2 separate regions of the Zea mays genome follow, and region 1 is linked to region 2. Evidence: chromatin contacts called from public Hi-C data. All regions are on one chromosome and are shown on one strand. The core of a region is the stretch at or near the end of the contact, and the rest is flanking DNA. Distances in the headings are between cores, read along the strand shown. Region 1 holds the start of LOC103631449 (signaling peptide TAXIMIN 1). Region 2 holds the start of LOC103630125 (heat shock 70 kDa protein 14).

Region 1 (5,342 bases), core at 1,993-4,492, 170 kb after region 2:
CTTACTGCGATGTGTCACATGCCCCCCTTCCAAGTCACATAGGGCACAACATAGTTGGTGGCTGCCCCTTCTAATCTCCAATGCCCTTGGCCATAGCTCGCATGCTTATAATAATTCTTTTGCTAAGTTTTTAATTGTGTATGATGGTGAATTGGAAAGAAATTTGATTAATTATACTATTGAATTTTTGAAAATGATTATGTCTGTCATATCTGATGGATATCCGAAATCCGTTCGAAATCTGATGGATACGAACATAGATATATAATTCTACCCAGGGTATGATCATGGGTGCATATTGGTTGCAACCACACATGTGGTTGCGGACGGACTTTTGCAATATTCGATCTGAATCCGATCCGTTGTCATCCCTAATTCTGCATCTATCAACCTGGATAAAACTAGTGACGTTGGAGATAGGTCTAAACCGTCATCTCCCAGTCAACTATGGTTACAGAGGATCGTTGTCGTCATATGATGTATTTTAGTAAGCTATTTTATACAGAACTTCTATTATATAATAAAGTTGTGATATTAATTTCTGTACCATTAGTCATCATATGTGTGAGACTTAATCCTATCACGAATTTGAGACGCACCTGAATTTGCCATTAAATCCGGGTGTGACAAAGTGCGTAAAATTGACGTCTGCTTCTTAACCTTGGTTGCCATCTCGCCCTCAACTAATAAAATACCAATATTTGGTCCGAAAACTTGGTTGGCTACATAGCGAGTTAGACCACCTTAGGATCCGGATAAGTTCCAAAACCAAGATCGGAACAAAAAATAGATACTTTAATCGTAAGTTGAGCACCCAAATGGCATAGCTACCTAAGTTCAAGGGATGAAAATATAAGTTATGAGACTATATGGTATAGACCTGCTAAGTTCAGGGACTAAAAAGTAGGTATTGTAGAAGTTATGAGACTATATATAGTATCCAGCTATGTTCAGGAACTAAAAAGTAGGTATTTTAATTAGAAGATGAAGGACTCGGATGTATAGCCAGCCAAGTTTGAGTATTGAGTGTGAATTTGATACCAAATGACAAGTAAGCACCTAAATCACACTAGGATGAAGCAATGACTGTAATTGATTTGTTGCTTTAAGGAGTTGTGACGATATGATTCAACCGTATTCCTACAATGCAAACAGGTCCAAGGATCTATTGGTGTGTTTGAAGTACTAGTTTTTCACTTTTTCACTCTGCTTTAGAAGGTGTTTGGTTTCTAGAGACTAATTTTAGTCTCTCTATTTTATATCATTTAGGGCACGTTTGCAACCTTGGCCCGACGGCCTGGCTATGCTCGCGGGATGCAACACCTGTGTTTGTGTGCCATGACTTGCTTTGGAGCTCGGTTCTGCGCGTGCAAAAGTGGCTCTTCAGCCTGGCTCCCAGGAAACGAAGGCAGGCTCCGTTTTTTTAGAGCTCAGCTCCTCGTGGCGCAAATCAGCTGCTCATGGTTGCTCCCAAGAAACAAAAGTGACTCTTAGCCTGGCTGTCTACGTGTGGCAAACACCAGCTCACATAGACCAGACTTACTTGGTACAAGTGCACAAACAAAACATGTTGCAGCAATTGGGACCGGCTAGCTTCAGCCTGGACCACACGAGCGAGCCGAGCCGGTCAGATACATGTCGCAAACACACCCTTAGTAAATCTGTTTCATCGATCTCTGTTTTTTCGATCTATGTTTTGTATGTTTTTGTAAACTAGCTCCCAGGCTTTGTATTCTTTTGTTTCAAAACAAACCACGTCTGATATAGCATTTGCCGCGCAACTAAAAATCACAGAGCTCAAAAAAAAAAAAAAAATCGGATGTTCAAACCTGTAAATCTATATTGTTAACCTCTCTTTTGTCTTACTCATTTGCTCTGCTCCAGTGCGCCTATGCTGGGTGACGGGTAGTTTCAGCTGTATACTCACCATTTGCTCTATCTTTAGATTTGTGAGGAGACTGAAGCCATATTTCAGCATCACCAACTCCTATATATACAAACAGCTCTGGCTCCTTCAGACTTCATATATAAAGAGCCAACTTTAAGTGACCATTTGGCAGGGTTCTCGAGAAGCCGGAACCCTGTCAAACATGACCTATATGAAATCTACCATACCTCTATACCGTTCTTAAAATAGCTGTGCAACTGCAACTCTTTATTTTGACCTATATTGAAAAGTTAAACGGCAATCCAGAAGCTCGAAGAAACATGACAGATTCTAGTCTGCACCGAAACCCCGTGTCCTGTGTAAACTGTCCATGCGCTGCCCCTTGTTGGCTATCGCTCACAAACCATCCTCCGACTGCTTGTCTAGCAGGGTATCTTGGATGTGAACCAGGTGATGACGTGCAGCGGCGCCTTGATGAGCTCCACCGCCGCCTCCAGCACCACCGTCACGCAGAGGCAGCACGGGCAGATGCACGATATGGGCAGCCTGAACGGATCACAGCAAGGGGCGTACGTGTTGTTGTTGTTGTTATCGTCGCCGCCGAGAGCCCGGGAGTAAATAATAATAATCCACACGGAAGCAGAGGCAAAACAGTCAAGGCGCGGTAAGGAAAGGTACTTGCCCGATGATCCAGATGATGGCGCCGACGACGGAGACGAGGACGGCGAGCAGCGCGAACGGCAGCCCCAGCAGCCAACCCAGCGGCCGGCACTCGCGGCCGTCGCCGCCGCAGCTATAGATGGCCAGCCGTGCCGGGCTAATCGGGCCGGCCCGGAGCACGGCACGGCACGGCTGGTGTCGGGCCCGTGCCGGCACGGCCTGATAGGTAGTGCCGTGCCTGGGCCGAGCATCAGGCACGCTGGGCCGGCACGGGCACGGCACGATTAGACCCTAGGCACGGTTAGGCACGATTATGCATGATTAGATCCAAACACGACTAGTTAGCTGTGTGCTGTAATCTTTTTTCTTATCTAGGGTTTTCTCATAAGGGTGAGTTTTTACCTAAATAGGTTTTTAATGAGTCAGCAATTGCACTAAACAGTTCAATATTAACTATTTTAGTATGTTTTAACTCTGTTTGTGAATATTTGACTAAAATTCTGTGGTATAGTGCTAAACGGGCTAAACGGGCCGGCACGGCACGGCTAAGCAGGCTTAGTGCCGTGCTTGGGCCTGGCCTCAGGTACTAGTGCCGTGCCGGTACGGCACTAATATTAAACGGGCCAAACAGGTCGTACCCTAACCGTGCCTGGCCGTGCCCGGGCCGGGCCGTGCCGTGACGCCCATTTGGCCATCTCTAGCCGCAGCACATCACGGGCAGCAGCCTTGCCTCCCCTGTTCCTTGGCTTTTGCTTGATTCGTTCCGTGCTCCTTGCTAATCTCTACTACTTATTAAGGCTGTAAGGGTAGCCTGCCGTTCTGCCTTCGTTCAATCTGGATCGTCCATCGCTGTTCTGCCTTTGTTCAATCTGGATCGTCCATCGCCACATTAAACCCTCGTGCTAGCCGCGCCCTCACCCCGCCCCATCCGCGCGCTCGCTTCGCGCAAAAAATCAACACAACTTGACAATACGAAGAGCTGATTACACGAACTGACTGCTTCCTCTATAGCAGGAAGGTTTATAAGTTGCTACCGCAACCTTTGGCTGGCCAATATGGTACATTATATTTGCGTGCGCGGTAGCCTGCGTGGGCTGAGTTATTTGGTTACCGTATGAGGCCCATCTATCCATTAAATTCTATAAGGCCCATCTGAAACTTGAAATGAAAAACCCTAGAGACTTCACGCAGCCATTCTTCACGCACGCGGCCGCCGCGCTGGGCAGCGACTGGTCCGCCACCCACGCCGAGGTCGCCCGGCGCTCGCGGAGTTCTGCGACAACGCGGCAAGGCCGGCCTGCGGCAGGAGGCCGTGGTCGCGGACGCCGTCCCGCGGCTGGTGTGGATGCTGGAGGCCAAGCCCGCGGGCGAGCGCGACGCCACACCAACTGCTTCTGTTCTCTGTCCCAAGTTTGTTAGCCCTCACGTTTGCCTGAGATCTTTCAGTTACAATTCCTCCGGATCTTAGCCCAATAACTAAAACTTAGTTTCTTGATTACAGACAAGCCAGGGCCCAACGTATGCTTCTGTCTGGTTCAGCTATTTACTTTAAATCTAGAGCTAGCAGCTGCCCTACTTTTCAATCTTACATGATTGTGCTCTGAAAATTGAACCCAGGGGTGAGTGGTGGGGTTTGATGAATACAACTCCCAGGTGGATGTCGCCGTGTCCGGTGAAATAGCCGCATCTGTAAAGCATATAGACCCAGGCACAGACAGTGATGCCGGGATTGGGAATTGGGATTAAGTAGCGCCGTGGCCGCTCCGGCCCAAAGTGTATCGAAGTGTATGCGCTGATTGGTTGTCTACCTCTGTTGTGAGTTTGTTCCTGCGTGGTAAAAATACGTACCTTGTTGTTGGTAGATGGCTCGTTGATGGGGTACATTGGATTGGTGGTCCTCCTGAAGACTACATTCCTGACTGGTTGTGTGTGATGAGAGATCTTCCAGAACTTGTGCTGAAGTATATGTTCCTGCATAAGACAAATTAGAGTTTTGGTCAGGTAGGTGCTTACCCAAGGTTTTGTGTCCATTGGTTTCTTCAGAATGAGCTGAGTTGTTGACTGCTATATGTGCGGCTATTTTCATTATGAACTTGCACAACTGTCCATGATTTTGGAATTGAATCTCTTGTCGTTCCTGGCTTTCCAAATGTACCGAATCATCAGGAGTATATGGTTGGATCAGAGCTGAAAAAATTTCCTGGACTCCATCTTGTTCCTGAGGGAGGTTAGTAGTACGTAGAAGAGGGATAGAAGAAAGTTAGTAAAATGTATCAGCGGTACTTGGAACTTTTGAACCTAAGCTAAACTTTCCATCATTATTTTATTTTCTTACGAGGCTACAGGCTGTGTTATTTGTCCAAGCAACTTTCTTTATGATCTGGCATTGAACCTTTTTTTGTATGTAGCAAAATACTTAGCACACCAACGATGGCAGCTACTTACCAAACTGGCCTTGTGGCCGAGCCACAGTTGCTGAACACTGAAATTATCACTCGAAGGGCCACCTACTTTGTTGCTGACACTAACAGAAAAGACAAATGTGTCGGATACTTGGATGTGTTTGTACACCAGGCACGCGACATCCACAATGTTTGTGTCTATCACAAGCAGGATGTGAATGCAAAGCTGTGCCTCACGAGCAGCCCTGATATTTTGTGCTCAACCAAGGTGATCAGTCATGCTGGGCGCAACCCAGTATTTGAGGAAAGCCTACGCCTTGATGTGCAAACTGTGGATGCTTCTTTCAAGTGCGAAATATGGATGTTAAGCAGAGTGAGGAACTACCTGGAGG
Region 2 (4,740 bases), core at 2,079-4,578:
CTATCCGGTCCTATGAACCAGGAGAGACGCGGGTGGCTGCAGTGGCCGAGACCATGGCTGCTCGGGAGGAACTTCTCGCTGACGTCCGCACGCGGCTGGAACAAGCTCAAGCCATCCAGAAAAGGTTCTATGACAAGCTGCACCGGCCGGTCTCCTATGCCGTGGGCGACTGGGTGCTTCTACGCCTCCGACAGCGCGCTGCCTCTTCACTACCGCAGCGGTCCACGGGCAAGCTCAAACCACGGTTCGTTGGGCCATATCGCATCACCGAGTGCATCAACGAGGTTGCTGTCCGCCTCGATTTGCCCCCACGTGCCAAGCTGCATGATATCTTCCATGTCGAGCTTCTTAAGAAGTTCATAGGTGATCCACCAGCGAGGCCGCCACCGCTGCCACCATTGCTTCATGGGGCTGTGACACCAGAGCCAGAACGTGCTGTCCGTTTCCGCCAGGCGCCCGGTGGTCGACAAGTGCTCATTCACTGGAAGGGACAATCGGCTGCGTCAGCAACTTGGGAGGATATGGCTGAGCTCCGCGACAAGTTTCCCCAATTTCAGCTCGAGGACGAGCTGGACGTCGAGGGGGGGAGAGATGGCATGTACGGGCGCAAGTATAGGCGCCGTCGTGACATCAGACGCGCAGCTGAGCGCGCTGCTCACGCTACACAGGATGGCGCCACCATTAGTGGCTGAGATTTCAAAATTCAAACAGCAGATTAGTTTCCATTTTCCCCAAATCAATAGTTTCCTTGCTATGCCTAAATTATAGGAGCAGATTAGTTTCCCTTTTTCCCCAAATCAATAGTTTCCTTTCTATTAGTTTCCCTTTTTACCCAAATCAATAGTTTCCCTTCTATGCCTAAAATATAGGAGCCATTAGTGGGGGCAATGGCCTATATAATGTAATCAGACTTGGAGGAATGGAATCAAGCAATCAGTTATCACCAAACCTGCTCTCTCTCCCTCAACTCTCTCAAGCCACCGGCAGGGGCTCTCCCTCTCAGTGAAGGCCTGGAGCGCGACTACAATCTGCGTAGTCGCGGCCCGGCGCTGTTAGGTGCTGAGGCGCTTGACAGCAGCACAACACAGCTTTCTAAACATTAATATGTATAAGTCAGTATGCAATTATTTTAGTATCCATTAGTGTGACAGACCGGCAGTGGAATAATATAACCATTCGGTAGCTTAAACCAGATAAAAAGATGAGCTCAAACCTGGAATTCCCGCACTTTGAAAGTGGGGCTGAGCATAGCACACTGAAGAGCACATCCTCGTGCAACACACTCACTTGCATTCATGGTTCGCCTTGGCTCCTTCCCAAAAAATTCAGTGATTATCTTGATTATGGCCGGAACACGAGAACCAGATCCGACAACCTCAACAATGTGCACATTTTCAGTTGTCAAGCCAGCTTCAGTCAAGGCCTTCTCCAAGGGTCCTTTGACACGTTCCAGCACAGGTGCACTGATGTGTTCAAACTCGTCCCTTCTAATAAACCCTCTCACATCCTTCTCATCCATCAAGCACTCAATGTTCAGTGGAGCCTCTGGGTTGGCACTCAGCACCTTCTTAATCTTCTCACACGCCACACGCAACCTAAGGCATGCGCGGGCATTCTGGTAGACGTCAAGCTTGTACTCTTCTTTGAACTTTGCCACAAAGTGCTTGAAGAGGACCTCATCGAAGTCCCTGCCGCCAAGAGAACGGTCATATGCATGTGAAAGCATCTTGAGCTGTCCCTTCTTGTAACCGACAATGCTGACCTGCATGCTAGCATGACCAACATCAACAAACGCGACGTTTAGCTGGTCATGCTCTGGGAGGTCAGTCTTATAAATGCCATAAGCCAACGCCGTGGCAGTTGTCTCATGGAATAGCCGCAAAGGCCGGAGGCCGGCAATAGTAGCAGCATCAAGAACAGCCCTGCGCTGCAAATCAGTGAAGTACACAGGGATGCCAATGCAGCAATCAACAACCGCAGTCTTCAGGTTCCCCTCGGCAATGCTCTTCAGATTGGACAGCACCATGGCAAGCAGCTGAGTGGGGGTGAACGTCCGCTCCTCACCCAGGAACCGTACATGGACCAGGGGAAATCCATCGGGCCCCTCCGTGACACGGAACGGGAAGGAGGCGATATCGCTCTGCACCTCCGGGTCGGAGAACTTGCGGCCGAGCAGGCGCTTGATCTGAGAGATGGAGTTTCTGGGGTTCATGGTTGAGGACGCGGCACCGGCCGTACCGATAAACCGCTGCTTGTCCCCGAAGCAGACGATGGCTGGGGTCTCGCGCTTGGACTCCTCGTTGAGGACCACGTCGATGCCGCGCTGCCGCGCGACTGCCACGATGCAGCTCTCATTGCCGAGGTCGAATCCCACAACGCTCATCTTCGGTTCACCCTCAGCTGCTGACCACTACCAAATAGATCTCTAATAGCAATCAGTCCCTGCAAACAGCAGCGAGAGCTAGCTGTTAGGCACGCCAGCGGCATCACAATAATTCATGGAATATATAAACGTCAACCTTGTCCTCCTCGGCCATTGAAAAATCTACAGAAGAAATCGGCTTTTCAATCGATAAGCGACACAACCTAATCTAAAACCTCAGGAACCCCAAAAGCCCGGCCCTCGGCTAAATCTCGAGAAACATATATAAAACGCGATTTCAAAACGCTAAAAAATTCAAAGACAGAAAACTGCCTGGTTTAGACGAGCATAGAGCTCTCGCGCGGAGAAAGAAGGCGGAGGAGGGATCGGATCGTACCTGCGGGGGGCGGTGGCGCGGGGCGGGGCCGTTGCCGTTGGAGACCTCCTGAAGCTCGGTCCTAGCACGAAGCTGCCCCTCGACTTCTCGCGTCGTAGTCGTCACTCGTCGTCGTTGTCTCCACGAGTGGTTTCGCGAGGGAAGGCGGCGATATATCTCACCGGGTACGAGGGCCGGGGGCGGCGGGGCGGGCCGCCGTGGTGCGGGGTGTGGCCGTGAACGTTCTAGGAGTTGCCAGAGATGTTGTTCATTCTTCCGTCTGACGTGTTGGGCCCACGTTCGCAGGCGCACGATAGAACGTTCTGGGCTCTTCCGGACTCCTGTACGAACAGAGGTCGTGGAATCCTGCTGGTTACCTCTAGAGCAGATCGTACACATCTCTACTAACTATTACGTATCTCGTGCTCACCCGACGAACGTACTCATACGAGCACTTTAAATCGTGAGTGTTCCTTCTTAATCCAACGATCAAGCTGCTGGTTAGGAACACTCATCGTTGAGGTGGGAGGGCTTAAGTGAATAAAAAGCACTAATCGTTGAATTAAGAAGAAACACTCACGATTTAAAGTGCTCACATGAGCACGGATATTGCGTGAGCACAAGATACGTTCCCTAAAATGTTAGTGTAGACTGCCCCCGCCCTCCTCTCTGCGCGTGCTCCTCCTCCCCCACCCGACCGTAAGCCGGCAATGGCGGCCGCCCGTGCCCCCCTCCCCCCGCAAACCCCTTCCCCCTGTGTTCCTCCCCGTCCTCTTCCTCGCCTCGTGCGTTCCGCCCGTCGCGCCGTCCTCGCGGAGCTTCCAAAGCCTCCAGTCCCCCAATGGACTCCTCCCCATCTGTGCTCCGCCGCCGCCACCGCAGCAACAGTCTCCTCCACCGCTTGCTCGACCTGACCACCGGGTCCTGCCCCGAAGCAGGCGGGGACGGCGACAGCGACGTCGTGGGAGGCGTCGGGCTGGCGTCCGTCGGGGCCGCGGAGCCTTCCCGCGGGCCGAGCTGGAGCTTCAGCGCGCCGCTTCCCCCGGCCCCCTAACGGTGCTCCTCGGCCGCATGCTAGGGTTGGGGCTGGCCACCGACGAGGCGGAGCGCATCGGCCAACGGCCTGGCGGTGAGCGCGCGGCTGTCCCAGTCCCACAGCATGGGGTTCCAGTTCCCCGTAGCGGCCTGTTTATGGCAGTTCTGGTGAAATATAGAAAATCATCGACCAGGTAGGTCTCCGTCGGTTCGTCGGGCGCAATAGAAAAACCACTGAACGCCTCGTCGCTCCTGCCCTGCCCCCCGTATCTATACCACCGAAGGCGAGGAGGGGGCCAAGGACGAGCGCCTTTTCATGCCCGCTGGCCATTGCCGCTGCTCACGAGCCTCCCGCCTCGCGCTGCCCTGCCCTCTACGGCTCTGCCCCAGGAGAGCCAGACAGCCAGGTAAGGGCTTGTTCGGTTCTACCCCAATCCATATGGATTGAGGGGGATTGAGGGGGTTTTAATCCCTAGTAAGTCAAAATCTCTCTCAATCCGTATCGATCCCCTCCAATCCATATGGATTGAAAATAACCGAACAAGCCCTAAAGGAGCCGTCAAAAGCCCCCGCCGAGGAGAGCACGCAAGGGTAAGCCCACCTACCAACGAAGCCCCATCTCTTCGCCTTGCCCTTCTGCTTCGATTAGATTGGATCCCGGTCGCCGTCGCTGCAGGTGGGATTTGCCCCCCTTTTTTTCTTCATCGCCGCAGCTCCTTCCCTCGGGCCGTGTGTAGATCTGCACGTTCCCTGGCGTCTGCTCGGTGTCATGCCTTCATTCATCTCCGTCGAATTCTCGGTAGATACTACGTTCCATACTCTACGGTTATTGGATTATGTAGGCAATTTGATCTAGCTGGGTAGGTCCATAGGTTAGTTATGGCAAATAGGAATGTCGTTGGCCTCATTTTCTCAAGAGTTGGCAAGTCAGGCATAGACCTGCGTCTGCTCTGAGTTCTGTCCATAT

Evidence for each region. Hi-C and Micro-C count contacts between places; a contact is called where the count stands out from the background.
Region 1: a contact with region 2 is called in a Hi-C map of tassel, with 3 times the contacts expected there. The contact joins the promoter of LOC103631449 here to the promoter of LOC103630125 in region 2. A contact is called at or near these places in 3 of 25 Hi-C or Micro-C datasets (ear, leaf and tassel).

What each region holds. Positions count from the first base shown.
Region 1 is chr6:142,038,526-142,043,867 of Zm-B73-REFERENCE-NAM-5.0, forward strand. LOC103631449 (signaling peptide TAXIMIN 1) reads right to left here and starts at 3,243. Exons shown (of 3, transcript XM_008652360.4): 1 at 3,193-3,243; 2 at 2,571-2,839; 3 at 1,789-2,434. The coding sequence starts at 3,243. The coding sequence ends at 2,311. It also overlaps the pseudogene LOC103630128.
Region 2 is chr6:141,871,277-141,876,016 of Zm-B73-REFERENCE-NAM-5.0, forward strand. LOC103630125 (heat shock 70 kDa protein 14) reads right to left here and starts at 3,329. Exons shown (of 10, transcript XM_008651212.3): 1 at 2,760-3,329; 2 at 1,214-2,442. The coding sequence starts at 2,383.